Regions from separate parts of the Mus musculus genome. Here region 1 is linked to region 2. The links are chromatin contacts, called in public HiChIP or PLAC-seq maps. All regions are on one chromosome and are shown on one strand. The core of a region is the stretch at or near the end of the contact, and the rest is flanking DNA. Distances in the headings are between cores, read along the strand shown. Region 1 holds the start of BC048507 (cDNA sequence BC048507). Region 2 overlaps 4930525G20Rik (RIKEN cDNA 4930525G20 gene).

The links. HiChIP or PLAC-seq counts read pairs in DNA pulled down with a chosen protein or histone mark.
Region 1: an H3K27ac HiChIP or PLAC-seq map of embryonic stem cells shows a contact between it and region 2, with 6 read pairs. The contact joins the promoter of BC048507 here to the enhancer-like site in region 2. A contact is called at or near these places in 4 of 39 promoter capture datasets (embryonic stem cells, liver and trophoblast stem cells), 1 of 484 Hi-C or Micro-C datasets (embryonic stem cells), 1 of 115 datasets of contacts at active chromatin or transcription factors (embryonic stem cells) and 1 of 9 other capture datasets (adipose tissue).

Annotation. Positions count from the first base shown.
Region 1 is chr13:67,860,253-67,864,801 of GRCm38.p6, reverse strand. BC048507 (cDNA sequence BC048507) reads right to left here and starts at 1,476. Exons shown (of 1, transcript NM_001001185.3): 1 at 879-1,476. The coding sequence starts at 1,296. The coding sequence ends at 1,027.
Region 2 is chr13:67,797,005-67,801,231 of GRCm38.p6, reverse strand. The region is part of intron 2 of 4930525G20Rik (RIKEN cDNA 4930525G20 gene); the gene reads left to right. Among named protein-coding and RNA genes, the nearest start is that of Zfp273, 15 kb to the left of the region's middle. Within about 2 kb of position 1,906, at least 9 of the 459 cell types and tissues checked have an H3K27ac peak or open chromatin away from gene starts, as enhancers often do. A contact at or near this core is called in embryonic stem cells and trophoblast stem cells, where this site is marked.

The sequences.
Region 1 (4,549 bases), core at 227-2,726, 64 kb before region 2:
TTCTTTGCTCCTCTTCCCAGTGTGGCCATATTAAATCTCTCCCTTTCAGCTTTAAAAAGGGAGGGAGGGAGGGAGGGAGGGAGTGAGGGAGGGAGGGAGGGAGGGAGGGAGGGAGGGAGGGAGGGAGGGAGGGAGGGAGGGGTAAAGAAAGACACACTAGAAGATATTTTAAATTGCCAATAATATTTTTAAAGATTATTTATTTATTTATTTATCGTGTAGTCAGCATTCTTCCTGCATGTATGCTAGCAGGCCAGAAGAGGGCACCAATTCTCACTATAGATGCTTATGAGCCACTCTGAGCCACCATATGGATACTGGGAATTGAACTCTGGACCTCTGGAAGAGCAGCCAGTGCTCTTAAGCTCCGAGCCATCTCTCCAGCCCTGTTAATAATATTTTGAAATGGAGATACCTCAAGTGTCTTGTCATAAGAAGTATCTTGTGGCCTGAACAGGCAGTGACGCTATCTCGGTGGGCATGAGTGATCTCATTAGCATGTGTTATGATAGACTTCAACAAACAACACTGGATTTACATTCAATCTCTTTATAACCATCCTAAAAGATTTGAAAGACAAATGCATATTTCTTATAGAGAAAACATAGCTCCAAGGCCAACAGTTGTTATTCAAGGTCAAAACTCATAAATAAAAGGAAGGAAAACAGGGCTGGTCTGTTTTCTTGAACTTAATCTCCCCCCCCCCCCGCCGCCCCCCGCCACACCCACCTCCCATGCGCAACCGTGTTAAGATTTTTCTTTTTTTTTTTTTTTTCTTTTTTTTATGGCATCTCCACCAGATTTATTTTTAAAGGAATGACCTAAGGGAGAAAAAACTAGGGTACAGAAGTATGGGCTAGAAAATAAATACAAATGTAAGCTGTTTCACTAATTTTATAACCACAAACTTGTACAGAGAATGAGGCCCTCTACAGAACACAACAGGTTCAGACGAGGCGTTCCCTTAACAAGGCTGAAGATCCGGACTCTGGTATTTGACATTTAGGATGCAGTCAGTCCACGCTTTTACCCAGATTTGAAGAGAAGAATGGCCACCTGACCCAGGTAGAAGTAGACGAAGTGTTTGGTTTCGTACGTCACGTAACTACCGAAGTTCCGGCCCACAATGCAGTGCCAGGTGGGGTTGTACTTCTTGTCAAACTCCTTCTTGATATGGGCCGCAATATCCTTCTCTGTGCTGTACTTCTCCAGCGCCTGGATAGCACACCTCACCGAGTCCTGCTGCATCTCTTCCGACATGTCTACAGTTTTTATCACTGCCTTCCGATCGCACATGGTTACCGCGGAGCAGGGGCCAATCGGCCGCTGCGTGCCCCTAGGGAAGATGCTGGCGGTGCTCAAGCAGCAGCAGCAGACAGCCGGTCCCTGCTGAAGCCGAAGCCGTGGCGCATCTCTTAGCTAAATATTTAACTGTATGCGTTTGCTACCTTTTCTTTACCCCTTCAGGAGCCATTTGGTAGGTGGTTTATTTTGTCACAAAAAGCAAGAAACCGCCTCATTGTGACTGCACAATTACCCGCTGACCCTCTGAGGTGGGGAGCCGAACCCTGGAGACCTGGCTTTTCATGAATCAGAAATTCACATGTGTGAGGAAATGCAGTGGAAGCAGCAGACACTGCTGTTGCTTGAGGGAAATATTTTAAATGAACCGGCCTACTCTCCAATAAAATCAAAACTTTTTTTTTTTTTTTTTTTTGGTTTTTCGAGACGGGGTTTCTCTGTATATCCTTGGCTGTCCTGGAACTCACTTTGTAGACCAGGCTAGCCTCTAACTCAGACTCCCGAGTCCTGGGATTAAAGGCGTGCGCCACCACGCCCGGCGCACTGTGTCTATTTCACGAGGGGGAAAAATGAGCGTATTTCCCTAAGAAACTTCAGAAAGACTGATTTAAACACGCGGGACCTGATGAACCTCTAATGGCTTCATCTTAATTAGTTATACCTGTGATGCTCCTGTTTCCAAATACGGGCACACGCCGGAGCTCTGTGTTCATATTCCTGAAAGATTCAATTAACCCATAACATTTGCTGTCATACCTTGCTGACATGTTCGCAGCTGTGTTCACAGACCTGAAGATGGCACTGTGCATCAGCTGAAAACATTCTCAAACCACCCGCAACAGAAAAATCCGCACACTGCCCACAGCCCTGGCTAATACATGAAATTATATAAAGATTCAGATCATATTTCAATTTGAATTGGATGTACCTACGTTACCATTTTTCCCCCCATTTTACTTATTTGAAGCTTCTGGTTAATTGCAAGTTCCCAGACAAGGTTAAGAGAGCAAGATTTACCCACAGATATGCAAGAAAAATTTCCGAGCCTTTGCAAGTGACTCATGCCTGATACCCCCAACTTTATAACTACTATAAGCTCTTAGTTCTTATCATTTCTCAGCAGTAAATGGGGCCACTGATTAGCAGAAAAGAGCAATCTTCCTGGCTTTGGCAGCCCATTCAACTAATCACAGTACTTGGGAGGCAGAGGCAGGTGGATGGATCTCTGTGAGTTCAAGGCCAGCCGGGTCTACAGAGCCAGTTTTAGGACAGCTGGGGCTACAGAGAAAACCTATGTCAACAGAAACAAAACAGAACAAAACAAACAAACCAAAAACAAAGAGGAGGAGGAGGAGAGGAGGAGGAAGAGGAGGAAGAAGAGGAAGAGGAGGAGGAGGGAGAGGAGGAGGAAGAGGAAGAGGACAGACAGAAATAACAAATCTCTTCCCCATTCTGGGCCCCTTTTCCTTTCTAACTTTTACATTTAAAAACAAAGAGTTAATAGCAATTTAAGCACTTATTAATGTTTAATATGTTCACTATGGCACAGAATTCCAGGAAAAATATGTACATGTCTTATTAATTACATCTCTCAATGCTATCACCCAATGCTTAATAAAAAGCAACGAGAGGAGGAAGGGTTTATTCTGGCTTGCAGCTCAACAGGATTATTCCACCATGGTGGGAAGACAAGGCAGCAGGCAGGGATGATATGGTGGCAGGAAGTGCCAGGTCAGAGTACACATCACACACAGTAAGCAGAGCACAGACAGGAAGTAGGGCCAGCCTGTAAATCTCATGTTCCTGGCCCACCACCTCAGTACTGGCTGCTTTTGTGTGTCAACATGATACAAGTTAGAGTCATCAGAGAGAAAGGGCCCTCATTTGAGGAAATGACTCCATGAAATCCAATGGTAAGGCATTTTCTCAATTAGTGATCAACTGGGGAGGGCTCAGACTATTGTGGGTGGTGCCACCCCTTGGCAGGTGGTCCTGGGTTCTATAAGAGATCAGGCTGAGTAAACCAGGGGCAACAAGCCAGTAAGCAGCACCCCTCCTAGGACTCTGCATCAGCTCCTGCCTCCAGGTTCCAGTCCGGCTTGAGTTCCTGTCCTGACTTCCCCCAATGTTAAACTATGATGTGGAAGTGTAAGATGAATAAGCTCTTTCCTGACCAATTTGCTTTTTGATCATGGTGTTTCTTCCCAGCAACAGAACCTCCAACTAAGACACCCACTTTCACCAATAAGGCTCCGCTTCTTTTTTTCTTTTTCTTTTTTCTTTCTTTCTTCTTTTTTGTTTGTTTGTTTGTTTTTTGTTTTGGTTTTTCGAGACAGGATTTCTCTGTATAGCCCTGGCTGTCCTGGAACTCACTTTGTAGACCAGGCTGGCCTTGAACTCAGAAATCTGCCTGCCTCTGCCTCCTGAGTGCTGGGATTAAAGGCATGTGCCACCACCACGCCCGACTTTCTCTCTCTCTCTCTCTCTCTCTCTCTCTCTCTCTCTCTCACACACACACACACACACACACACACACACACACACACACAGTCCACTTTCCTTCCCAGGTCCCTCCCTCCCTCCACACTTGTGATTGCTTTCTTCTCTCTTCCAAGTGGGACTGGGGTGTCCTCACTTGGGCACTTCAGTTTGTTGAGCCTTTTGAGTTCTGTGCACTGTATCTTGGGTATTCTGTACATTTGTTGTTGTTGTTGTTGTTGTTTTTCTTCTTTTGGCTAATATCCACTTATTAGTGAGTATATACCATGCATGTCCTTTTGGATCTGAGTTACCTCACTCAGGACCATATTTTCTCATTCCATCCATTTGCCTGCAAAACTCAGGATATCCTTGTTCTTAATAGCTGAGTAGTATTCCATTGTGTAAATGAACCACATTTTTTATATCTATTCTTCTGTTGTGGGACATCTAGGTTGTTTCCAGCTTCTGGCTACCACAAATAAGGCCGCTATGAACATAGTGGAACAGGTACCCCTGTGGCGTAGTGCGGCATCTTTTGGGTATATTCTCAAGAGTGGTATAGCTGGGTTTTCAGGTAGATCTATTTCCAACTTTCTGAGGAACCTACAGATTGATTTCCAGAGAGGTTGTACCAGTTTGCAATTCCACCAGCAATGGAGGAGTGTTCCTCTTTCTCCACATCCTCTCCAACATGTGTTGTCATCTGAGGTTTTGATCTTAGATTGGTGTTAGGTAGAATCTCAGGGTCCTTTTGATTTGTATTTCT
Region 2 (4,227 bases), core at 657-3,156:
GTCTTAGTTCTTCTTATAAACTCATGAAAGAAATGAAGGGTGATACATGGAACACAAATCAAAAACTGATGGGAAAACATCACAGTGATGTGCTGCTTTAGAGGACCAGAGAAGAGGTGAGGCTCTATCACTCCAACTGGTGGAGGTCTTGTTTTGTTTTGTTTTGTTTTGTTTTTTGCCTCCACAAAAGTCTTGACACTTTTTCAGGTTTTCATGACAATTAAACGATCAGAACTCTTAGACGTGAGTAAATTATAAGTGCATTCTTCATTTTCAGATCCTGCTGGTTGTTTCAAAAAACTAGCTGAGAACAAAGTCACTGGAGGGAGAATTTGGGAAATACCTAAAAGGCGTGTGGGCAATCCACATTGCATTTACACCAATTTATATTCTACATTATTCCTGTTACATATTGACCTATGGGTATAGGAATATTCATTAATACTCTTTCTATTTAATTCAAGCTCAGACTGGCCAAGAAGTGTGGGGAGCATCCATGAGAGGTATCCATCTAGAGTTGCTATAATTAAGAAACTAGAGCTGTGAGTGAGCCAAAGACTTGCTACTGTGCTGATCACTCCAATCTCCAAGCGTAGGCCAGATGTGGAACACTTGGCATTTTCCTCTTCACGAGGAGCTCTCTTTATCTGGAGTGTTTGCACTGCGAAGGCAGCAGCTGGCAGCTGGTCGTGCAGAGTGTGCACAGACGATAGGATGCCTGGCAAGTGGGGAAGGGTTGCTGAACTAATATGCAGGTATATCCTGTCCAGTCAACTAAAGGAGAAAGGACACAGAACTGGTCAGACTGATGCACAGACAAGAATATTTAGAAAACCATTACTATGAACTATGGGTCTACTAAACACATTGAAAACTACTGTAGCATCCAGACAGCAATAAAAGCATTTTTCTCTGTGTGTACATAATAAATTTGCATATTGTTAACTGCTTAGTTTCTTACGTTTTAAAATGTACTTATAACATCCCGATAAGCTGACTGAGAACTCTGGAAATGTTCCAAAAATGACCCAGTGAGGGATTAAATTTTGATCTTCAGGCACTAGTCACACATTTTAATCTCCAGATGTGCTCCTCAGTGTTCTCCACTGTATTCTCTGCTCAGTATTATTTCAGTGTGTTTCAGTATCTCCTGTGAATCGATTTCAACAAAAATTCTAATGAGAAATGGGAGAGGAAAAGAGAAGAGAAATTCTCCACTTTACTGTTTTTAGTATGAAATATATTTAGTTGAGTGCAGGACACTTTTGTGAGGGATACCAGCTGGGGTGTTCAAATTTAATAATTTAATAGCTTGCATATTACGCACAGATTGGACTTGTAGAGAAATGAAATAAGCCCATGTCCTTCTGTCCTCTGCAGCTTGCTTGCTCCCTCTTTCTTTCTTCCTTCCTTCCTTTCTTTCTTTCTTTCTTTCTTTCTTTCTTTCTTTCTTTCTTTCTTTCTTTCTTTCTTTCTTTCTTTCTTTCTTTCTTTCTTTCTTTCTTTCTTTCTTCCTTCCTTCCTTCCTTCCTTCCTTCCTTCCTTTCTTTCTTTCTTTCTTTCTTTCTTTCTTTCTTTCTTTCTTTCTTTCTTTCTTTCTTTCTTTCTTTCTTCTTTTTTTTTTTTTCTTTTTTTGGTTTTTCTAGACAGAGTTTCACTGTATAGCCCTGGCTGTCCTAGAACTCTGTAGACCAGGCTGGCCACAAACTCAGAAATCCACCTGCCTCTGCCTCCCAAGTGCTGGGATTAAAAGTGTGCACCACCATTCCCTGGCACTATCCTTTGGAAATACAACACAAAATTCTTATTTGTTGGCTAAAGCAATCCTTAGTATTTACTACTTACTGTTGGTGCTAGGGACCTGCTACACCCACTCCAGTGAAGTCTGCCTGTCCGGTCGAAAGGCCTGGAGGCAGTCACAAGGCAAAGAGTTTCAAGGAAACTCAGCCTCCTGGAACCTTGACATTCTCATAGCCCATATACTCAAACCCTGTCCCCGAGTTAGTCTGGTGTATGCTCTCTTTCAGTATTGTTTTATTATAAGTGCCTTTAAAGATTGATTTTTGACATAGGTAAGCCTCCAGCAGTGTTCTAACATCATAGAAAATCCTTGAAGCCTATGAGCTTGGAATTCAGTAGGAATTCAGTAAGAATATTACCTATTCAGTAACATTCAAATTCACTTCTAGTAGAGACAGTGAAACTAATTAGGCATTACAAAGAACAGAGCTAGAATAGCTCCGGGCTAGTCTGCATTGCAATTACTGAGGACAATAGCCGAGTCTCACCCAAACAAGGGAATACACAATGGCCTAGTGAATAGGTGGGTTAACCATGGAAGAATTAGTGGAAGGTAATCCCCCTGGGACAGGTTTCTTCAATAGGCCCAAAGGAACAGCATAATCAGGTATTTACTAAGAACACCTGGTGGTGGGTTTAACATTAGACTAGCATTACATCTGGTTCCATTCTAAGTGGAAAACAAGGCCTGGTCCCCGCCATCTTTTGATGTATGAATTCCTTTTGTTTTGTGTCACTGTAACTCAGTGGATATGTCTGCCTGGCTTTTCTTGTTTTTTCTTCTGTTTAAAAAAGTCTGGTTTTGGGGCCTGGTGAGATGGCTCAGCAGTTAAGAACACTGGCTGCTCTTCCAAAGGTCCTGAATTCAAATCCCAGCAACCACATGGTGGCTCACAACCATCCGTAATAAGATCTGAGGCCTTCTTTTGGTCTGTCTGAAGACCACTACAGTGTACTTACTTAATAAATATTTTTTTTAAAGTCCGGTTTTCGTTTGTACATTACATTCAGATTCAACACACTCTCTCGTGTTGCATCTGTCACCCACTCTTGCCGACTCGGCAACCAGAAACCCATTCCGAGAAGCACTTGGGAGGCAGAAGCATGCAGAACTCTGTGAGTTCAAGGCCAGCCTGGTCTACAGAGCAAGTTCCAGAACAGCCAAGGCTCCACAGAGAAACCCTGTCTCAAAACAAAACAAAACAAAACAAAACAAAACAAAAAAAAACAAAACAAAACAAAACAAAACAAAAGGCAATATTGACTTTTAGCCATTGTAGAATAGCAGAGAAGAATACCCCTCAATGAAGAAATCAAAAATTTATACCAAAGCTCATACTGGCATTCAGAATCCCTCAGTATCACAAGTTACACATTTCAAAGTCCATAGCCTAGGGTTTTCTCCGTTTTCCCCTTGCCTAAATGCCCTTCAGTTCATGGGCTTCCCTTACCCCAGCTATTCACCATGATGGGTCCTGTCTGTCTGTCTCCTCCTCCTCCTCCTCCTCCTCCTCCTCCCCCTCTGCCTCTGCCTCCTCTTTCTCCTCCCCCTTTCCTCCTCTCCCTCCCTCCACCCACCCCCCTCTCTGCTTCTGCTTTTTCCATAGTCATGTCCAGTCTGCTGGCTATGTTTGGTCTACTTCTTGCTCTGTGCTCTAGACTCTTCCTGTTTTGTCTCTCATATCTATAATAAAAACCTTCCCCTTAACCATTCCATTGAGTAGTCATGTTTATACACTTAGCAATTATAGCCGTAAAAAGCACTTCTGAAGACAGAACCAATAAAGAGCATTTCCTCAGTCTCTGCTATCTCATACATACATGCATCCTTACACACAGCCACACTCACACATGCACTCATGCATGTACCCCCCTCACACGCAGACACGCACAGACACTGTTGGGATTTTAAAAAGCGTTCTGGATTTATAAATGTCATGGCCTTCTTTTAATTTATTCTCTTATTTTCCTCGCAATTAAAGAAAAATATTCATTTCTGTGTGCACCAATCAGGCAGAAATTATATCTGCTTAAAAAGTAACTAGTTTCACTGATGGTGGTTATCTCTGACAAGGGACAGTCTCTGTGAACACTGGGGTGTGGATCCATCAGTATATCCTCATGACTCAGCTGCTTTTTATTTCAAACTGCATTAGGGTGAATTGGAATTATTGAAGGAGTCTGTATCTGATGCCCCACTAATACATCCAAGAGGGATATTTAGTGTATGTCTCATGGATCCAATTACTACAAAGGAAAAAGAACGTTGGTATTCACATCTGTTACCAGCCAAGTGTTATCAGTGCAATAAAAATGAAATACTTTTTCCCCACTGACTGGACAGCTAGTCACCATAGCAAAAGATAATTATAGAAAATCCATAGATTCAGATGGTCATTATACCAAAGTAGCAGATAGCTAATGCAC